2 separate regions of the Ovis aries genome follow, and region 1 is linked to region 2. The links are chromatin contacts, called in public Hi-C maps. All regions are on one chromosome and are shown on one strand. The core of a region is the stretch at or near the end of the contact, and the rest is flanking DNA. Distances in the headings are between cores, read along the strand shown.

Region 1 (2,811 bases), core at 304-2,803, 210 kb before region 2:
TCTGTGAGGTGGCTAATGAAATAAGTCACATTAATCAGCTCAGGTCCAGAAGTGGCTAAGAGACTTGATAAGTTACCTTTCAAATAAAAGCCCAATCAAGCGCTTTTCACAAAAGCTTAGAGGCCTCTGTTTTTAATGTCTGCCACCATTCAAAAGAAAACTTGGAGGGAACTGGCTCAATTTGCAGTAAAATACGTATGGGTTAGACAACAGGAAGACCTCTGTGCGCAAGGAGACACTAATCAACACCAAAAGAAGCTACGGTTTTCTTTCTTTTGAAAATCCTTAGGGAAAAGTTAGGGAGTGATATTCCTGGAATTTAGAGGGTAGAGGGTCCAGACTGGAAGGAATCTTGGTGATTCCATAGGTCAATGCTTTTCAGGCTGTGTTTAGCCTTGGAAGCCTTTTCTCCAAGGGAATCTGATTCAGACAGCAACCTCCCAAGCAAGGAGAGCAGCTCTATCTCTCTGAGCAAAGGTAGGAGGTAGGGACCATAGCAGGGCTGCTGGGCACCATCTGCCCCTTCCAGTAGGCTGCTCTTAAGGAACTCTCTGGAATCCTAGAGCTTCCTGGATCTAGGTGAATGCTCTCTCTTGTCTTATAGATCAGGAACTGGAGTTCAGAGAGGGAAAGAGAACAGCCCAAGGTCACACAGCAAATAACCCAGCATGAGGAAATTCAGCTCAGCTCTTTTCACTCCTATAGAGCCTTCCGGAGATATGGAACTTCAGGTGAACTCAGACTAAGACTCTATCACCAAGAAGATAGAATCCCATTATCCTGACTCCCTCCAGTCAACAAGACTAGTATATTAATGGGGTCCTTATCGTAATCCACAATGACAAAACGATGAAAGGCAAATGAAGGCATTTTTGAATAATGAGCCTATAATTGTAAACAACCTCATGACTATTTCATGTGCTGGCAGATATAAGTGGTTTATATATAATGGGCTAACCCAGGGTCTCTAAGGAGTCCAGCTCATGAAAGCTCTTCCCCCGTTAAATCGGCACATTTGTAGGCATCTGAGAACCACTGGCTGAATGAAAGCCCTGCTATCCGCCAACTCATGCGTTTTCTCATTGCAGCTCCATGACTGAGAGGGAAAATATTTGGCTGGGGTGGGGGAGGGCGGGGAAGGTGGGGAAGACTGGGAGGGCTGCATACTTGTACATCAGGCGAGGATCTGTACCAGTGCTGCTGGCTAGCAATGCATGGTAATATTTCATTATCCAGCGACACTCACTATTAGAGGCTGTCATCTTTTCCATGTATAAGAAAATTCTCAGGTCAAAGGCTATCTTCTGATCTTCCCTCCCTGGGTCAGAGACTTCCCAAAACCCACATGGTGAAGTCTAGACACTCAGGTAAGGTTTCCAGGGCCCTCCAGCACTGACCATTTCAGGTCACTGGGACTATTTCAGCAAATGGCAATTCCCTTCACTTAGTTCTGCTCAGCAAACCTCATTTCCATTTGAGGCCAGATGGGGTCAGCAAGGCAAAGGGATGGAAGCCACCCCAGCCCTAGGCCACTCCTTCGCAGAGCCATCCAAGGCTGCTAGCTCTCTCCATCCGCCCCCAGGGCTGTCCCAGGCCACACCTACCTGGCCAGACTGCAGTCTGTCCGCTGACCTGTTGGAAAGACAGAGGCAAAAAGCACGTGTTGAAGCAAATGAGGTGAAAGGGGAGACCTGCTCCCAGGAATGAGTGTCTGCCCGTCTCCCCAGGGAGCCTCTAGCCTCAGGCTGTGACTAGACTCCCAGGCGAAAAGGAAGACAGCACCCAGGGCCTCTTTCTGGGCAAGAGCTGTTCCTGCTGCTTGTTCCCAGCCCAGGGCTGCTGGTGTCCTGAAACGCTGGGCTTGCCGACTCTGCTTCCCAGTGGGAAAACGGGTGGACACAAGGGAAAAATAGTAAGGTGGGTCATATCTTAGAGAACACATTATTAGAAACCTTCCTAGAGGTGAAACTTAGCTTTTCTTCTGTGTGTACTGGTGTGTGTATGGTGGGGAGGGAGGGACAAGCTTGCTTGCCCTTCAGTATATGAACACACACACACACACACACACACACACACACACACGTGTGGTGGAGGGTGGAAGGGGAAGAAGGAAGGAATAGTTATTTGGGGAGAATATGCTCCATATGTGGAAGCTCTCGTTTTAGAGTCATACTAAACCCTCAGTGCCAGCAGGTTGGGCTGCATGAGATTTAAAATGCTGATACTGCTATTAGACTGGGGCTCTCAATCCAACAGCAGGCCCTAGTACTAAATTGAAAGGATCACAGCCAGCCTTAAAACATGAGATTGAAGATCTTAACATTCATCTGAAGTATTCTCATGCTTTTAAAAACTTGGGCCATTATGTAATCTGTGTTGCTTTTTTTGGGTCCACAGTTAACCGAGCTTGGTCTGTATGAGACTGTATTAGATACACCACGGAAAGTGTAAGCAAGAACTGAGCTGGAGGACAGATCAGCTCCCATGTTCCTGGAAAGGCAACTGCAAGGGCGGGGGGAGGGCAGGGCTCTATCTTGCCTTTAAAGGTTGCTAATTGTTGATTACAGTTCAGCTCATCCAGAACAACACCCTCCCCCACCCCAACAGTCTCTCTTACTAAAGGCTCAGCTTTCATCTGCAAAAATATTATTCCGAGCCATTATTTCCAACATCTGTCCCATTTCCATTCTGGAATATTCATACACATCAATTATCCCTCTGTGGCAAGAACAAGGGGCTCTTGCGTTTTGATGACAAATGCATACAGAAGGCAGGGACAGGATGACTTGCACACAGGAAGAGCTATTTTTT
Region 2 (3,072 bases), core at 305-2,804:
GGCCCCCGATCCCAGCGGGGGCAACTGCCTGGACTTCAAAGGGGATCAAAGCCGGGAAGGGACAAGTCACCCGGGCACAACTTTTCTTCCCCTCCGCCCCTCCTGCCAGTTGTTTTGTTTTGGTTACTAGCTTCTCTTGGCAGCAAAATGTTGGGTTGGGGGGGCGGGGGGGGGGGGAATGATCTGCAGGAAAAAAAAAAAGGCTGCTCGGTGTGGGACACATCCAGGAAAACAATGTGGTCGGCAGAAGCAGGAAACGGGTTAGAGGCGAGGGTCGGAGTCGGGAAAACCGGGAAGGCAGGGCGGGGGCGGGGGGTGCGGAAGGCAGCCACCGCCTCTCCCAAGTCAGGGACCACAGCGACTCTAAATGCCACCCCCAATTGATCACCCGAGCTCAGAGATCCCAGACACCGCACCCAATCCCAGGCTGGGGGGTGGGGGCGGGGGGAGGTCTTTGAGGTTCGCGGCCCCGACTCCTGGCACCAGGAGGTCCCCCAGGAGATTCCGCTCGGACCCAGGCCCAGGAGGCGGGAGAGACGAGGACTTGAGTGCAGAGCGGCATGTCTCGCTCCGGGACGCGCCGCGGCGGCGACCCTCCCTCTCTGGCCGCCCCTTTCCCTTTCCGCGCCGGGAGTCTCCCACTTCCCGCGCCTGGAGAAAGGGCCGCAGCGAGGGAGGAGCGGGGAGCCGGAGCGGCGGCGTGGTGCTTCAGACTGGCAGGAAGCAGGGGGAGGAGGGGGTGTGAGAGGTGGGGTCCGAAGACTGCACGCGGACGTGGGATGAGTGGAGCTTCTGCACATGCTTGATAGGCGGGGAGCCGGCAGGGGAAGGGCTACCTTGGGGGTGAGGGGGTAGTTAAGAGACTATCGTGGGCCGCAGTGGTACGGGCGGCGCTACGATGTTAGTAACTCTGGGGGCGCAGAGGCAGGTCCGAGAAGGCGAGTGCGTGAAGAGGGGCCCGTTCCGGGCGGGCCGGGGGGCTGAGGCCGGAGAAGAGCCTCGGAAACAGCGCGGAACACCCGTCTTTCTGGGTCCAGGGCTGTGACTGGGCTCTCCGCCAAGGCTTGGAGACAGAGGCAGAGGGCAGTCGTTGGTCACGGATGATGCCAACGACGGCTGCCCAAAGGTGCACCGAGGCTGCCCGTGTGCAGGGGGTTTGGGGGGGGGGGGGTGCTGGGAGCTTGCGCCGCGGCGCGAGAGCCAAGGCAGGGTCCCGGGCAGGACGGTGAAGGGCGGAGACGCAGCCCTAAAGAAGCACTGTGGGCTGCGCCGGGAGACGGGGAGAGGGTCCGGAGGGAGGGGGCCTGAGGGGTTCCGGGCGGCAGCGCGAGGGCGATGCCGAGAGCCACATCCGCGCCCTCTCCTTCCCGCCTCTGCCGCCCGGTCTGTCCAGTCTGGGCTCCAGTCCCGCGGCGGGCGAGAAGAAAAGGGAGAGGGACGGAGCCTTTACCTGGCTCTGACGCGACGGGTCCTGCGCCCCCGGCTCCGCTTCCCACTAGGAGCTCTCCTCCCTTCTCGTCCCCGCCACCCGCTTCTACGCAGATCGGTCCCCTTAGTCCCCCGAGGAGCCTCTGCCAACTCCACAGGACCCCGCCGGGAAGCAGGGCCCACCCTCCTGCCAATCAGCGCCCGCTTTCTATCGACCGATGGGGCCCATAGCCAATAGGAACAGCTGATCCCGAGAGGCCAGGAATAAGGAGGAGGAGCTGGCGAAACCCTGGAGGTGTGACTAGCACCGTCGAGGCGTGGTCACAGAGTTAAACTCCTCCCCGGGCGGCCGAGCCCCACAGTAGAATGGAAGGGCGGGATTAAGAGAGAACCAACAGCCAAACACACACTTCTGAGGGGAGGCCCGGCCGATTGGGCCGGGGGTAGAGGGGCGGGGCGTTGCGGAGAATTCTAGCCAATGCAGAGTAGAGCGCGGCGGGGCCTGTGGAACGTCTGCAAATGAGAAGCGTGGTGGGCGTGCCTTGTTCTCTCACTCTGGCGAGGGGTGGCCTCGCCGAATCCTCGCGAGCGGACCAATGAGATCGGAGGCGGGGCCAAGCTCTGCCAACCAGCAAGCCGAGTTTTATCTAGGCACCGTTACTGGGGCGGGGCGTCGGCGTTCCTGACCACTGAGATCGCCTCAGAGGCCGGCTCCCGAGCCTTCCAATGCGGGACGTGGGCGAACTCTAGTTCTCCCAATCGGTGCACGGCGCCGGCCGATTCAAACTGACAGCGGGTTGGAAAGGCCGAGAGCGGAAGAGCGAGCAAAAAGCGACGTGTGCGGTGGCAGAGACCCCCCAACGCCGACCGAGCCCGCAAAGCGACCTCTGCCCCGCCCTGCCGACAGCCCCCCGCGCTCTGGAGCGGCCGCTCGGGAAAGACTTGAGGGATCGGCGGGAGCCGCGAGGGAAAGCTGAGGGGAGGGAGACGCAGGAGGAACGACGCGAGAGCCCGCACGCTGAGGGCTGGGGACTGTGCCAGGAAAGAAGTGAAGCCGGGGTCTCGCGAACTGGCAGAGAGGAGAAGGGTCGCGGGAGGGTTAAGGGATACCCACGCTCGCCTGTGGGAAAAACGGAGGGGGTTTCTGAATCCTGAGGAGAGGAGAAAGATTTCCACAGAGGAATCGTGGGTAGGGAACCTTAGCCCCGTATCCCGAGAGAGAGAGAGAGAGAGAGAGAGAGAGAGAGAGAGAGAGGAATCGGAGCGCTCCGAGCGAGGAGGCTTGAGTAGGAACCTGTAGGTAAAAGCCTGTCAGCGAGAAGCTAAGGGAAGTGCAAAAGGAACTAAGGGACAGACGATCCTTCATAGGACAGGAAAACTCTAGAGAAGTTCCCCAAGGCACCTTGCAGTTTGCCTGCTCCCCACTTCAAACCCCTCTCCCTTCCCCCCGAAAGTTAAAGAGAAAGCCAAGATTGTTGCTTCTCTGTTCCTACTCAATAAATAGTACTTCTACCCTCGAACGGGAGAACAGAAAAGAACTCATATCCTTCTCAATTGTTGGGCTTAGAAAAGCTCGAGGCCTCACAATTTGCTTTTTAGCCTGGGGGAATCAAACGAGGGAGGGTATTGCTCCAAAATCCCACA

Evidence for each region. A called contact is a pair of places that touch in the nucleus more often than the background predicts.
Region 1: a contact with region 2 is called in a Hi-C map of liver, with 2.6 times the contacts expected there. The contact joins the enhancer-like site here to the promoter of SRGAP2 in region 2. A contact is called at or near these places in 3 of 16 Hi-C or Micro-C datasets (hypothalamus, liver and tail adipose tissue).

Annotation. Positions count from the first base shown.
Region 1 is chr12:4,025,868-4,028,678 of ARS-UI_Ramb_v3.0, reverse strand. It overlaps SRGAP2 (SLIT-ROBO Rho GTPase activating protein 2), which reads right to left. Exons shown (of 23, transcript XM_027976230.2): 12 at 1,605-1,632. Among named protein-coding and RNA genes, the nearest start is that of IKBKE, 51 kb to the left of the region's middle. Within about 2 kb of position 1,553, at least 17 of the 54 cell types and tissues checked have an H3K27ac peak or open chromatin away from gene starts, as enhancers often do. A contact at or near this core is called in liver and tail adipose tissue, where this site is marked.
Region 2 is chr12:3,814,054-3,817,125 of ARS-UI_Ramb_v3.0, reverse strand. SRGAP2 (SLIT-ROBO Rho GTPase activating protein 2) reads right to left here and starts at 1,554. Exons shown (of 23, transcript XM_027976230.2): 1 at 1,451-1,554. It overlaps FAM72A (family with sequence similarity 72 member A), which reads left to right and starts at 2,212. Exons shown (of 3, transcript XM_027976226.3): 1 at 2,212-3,072.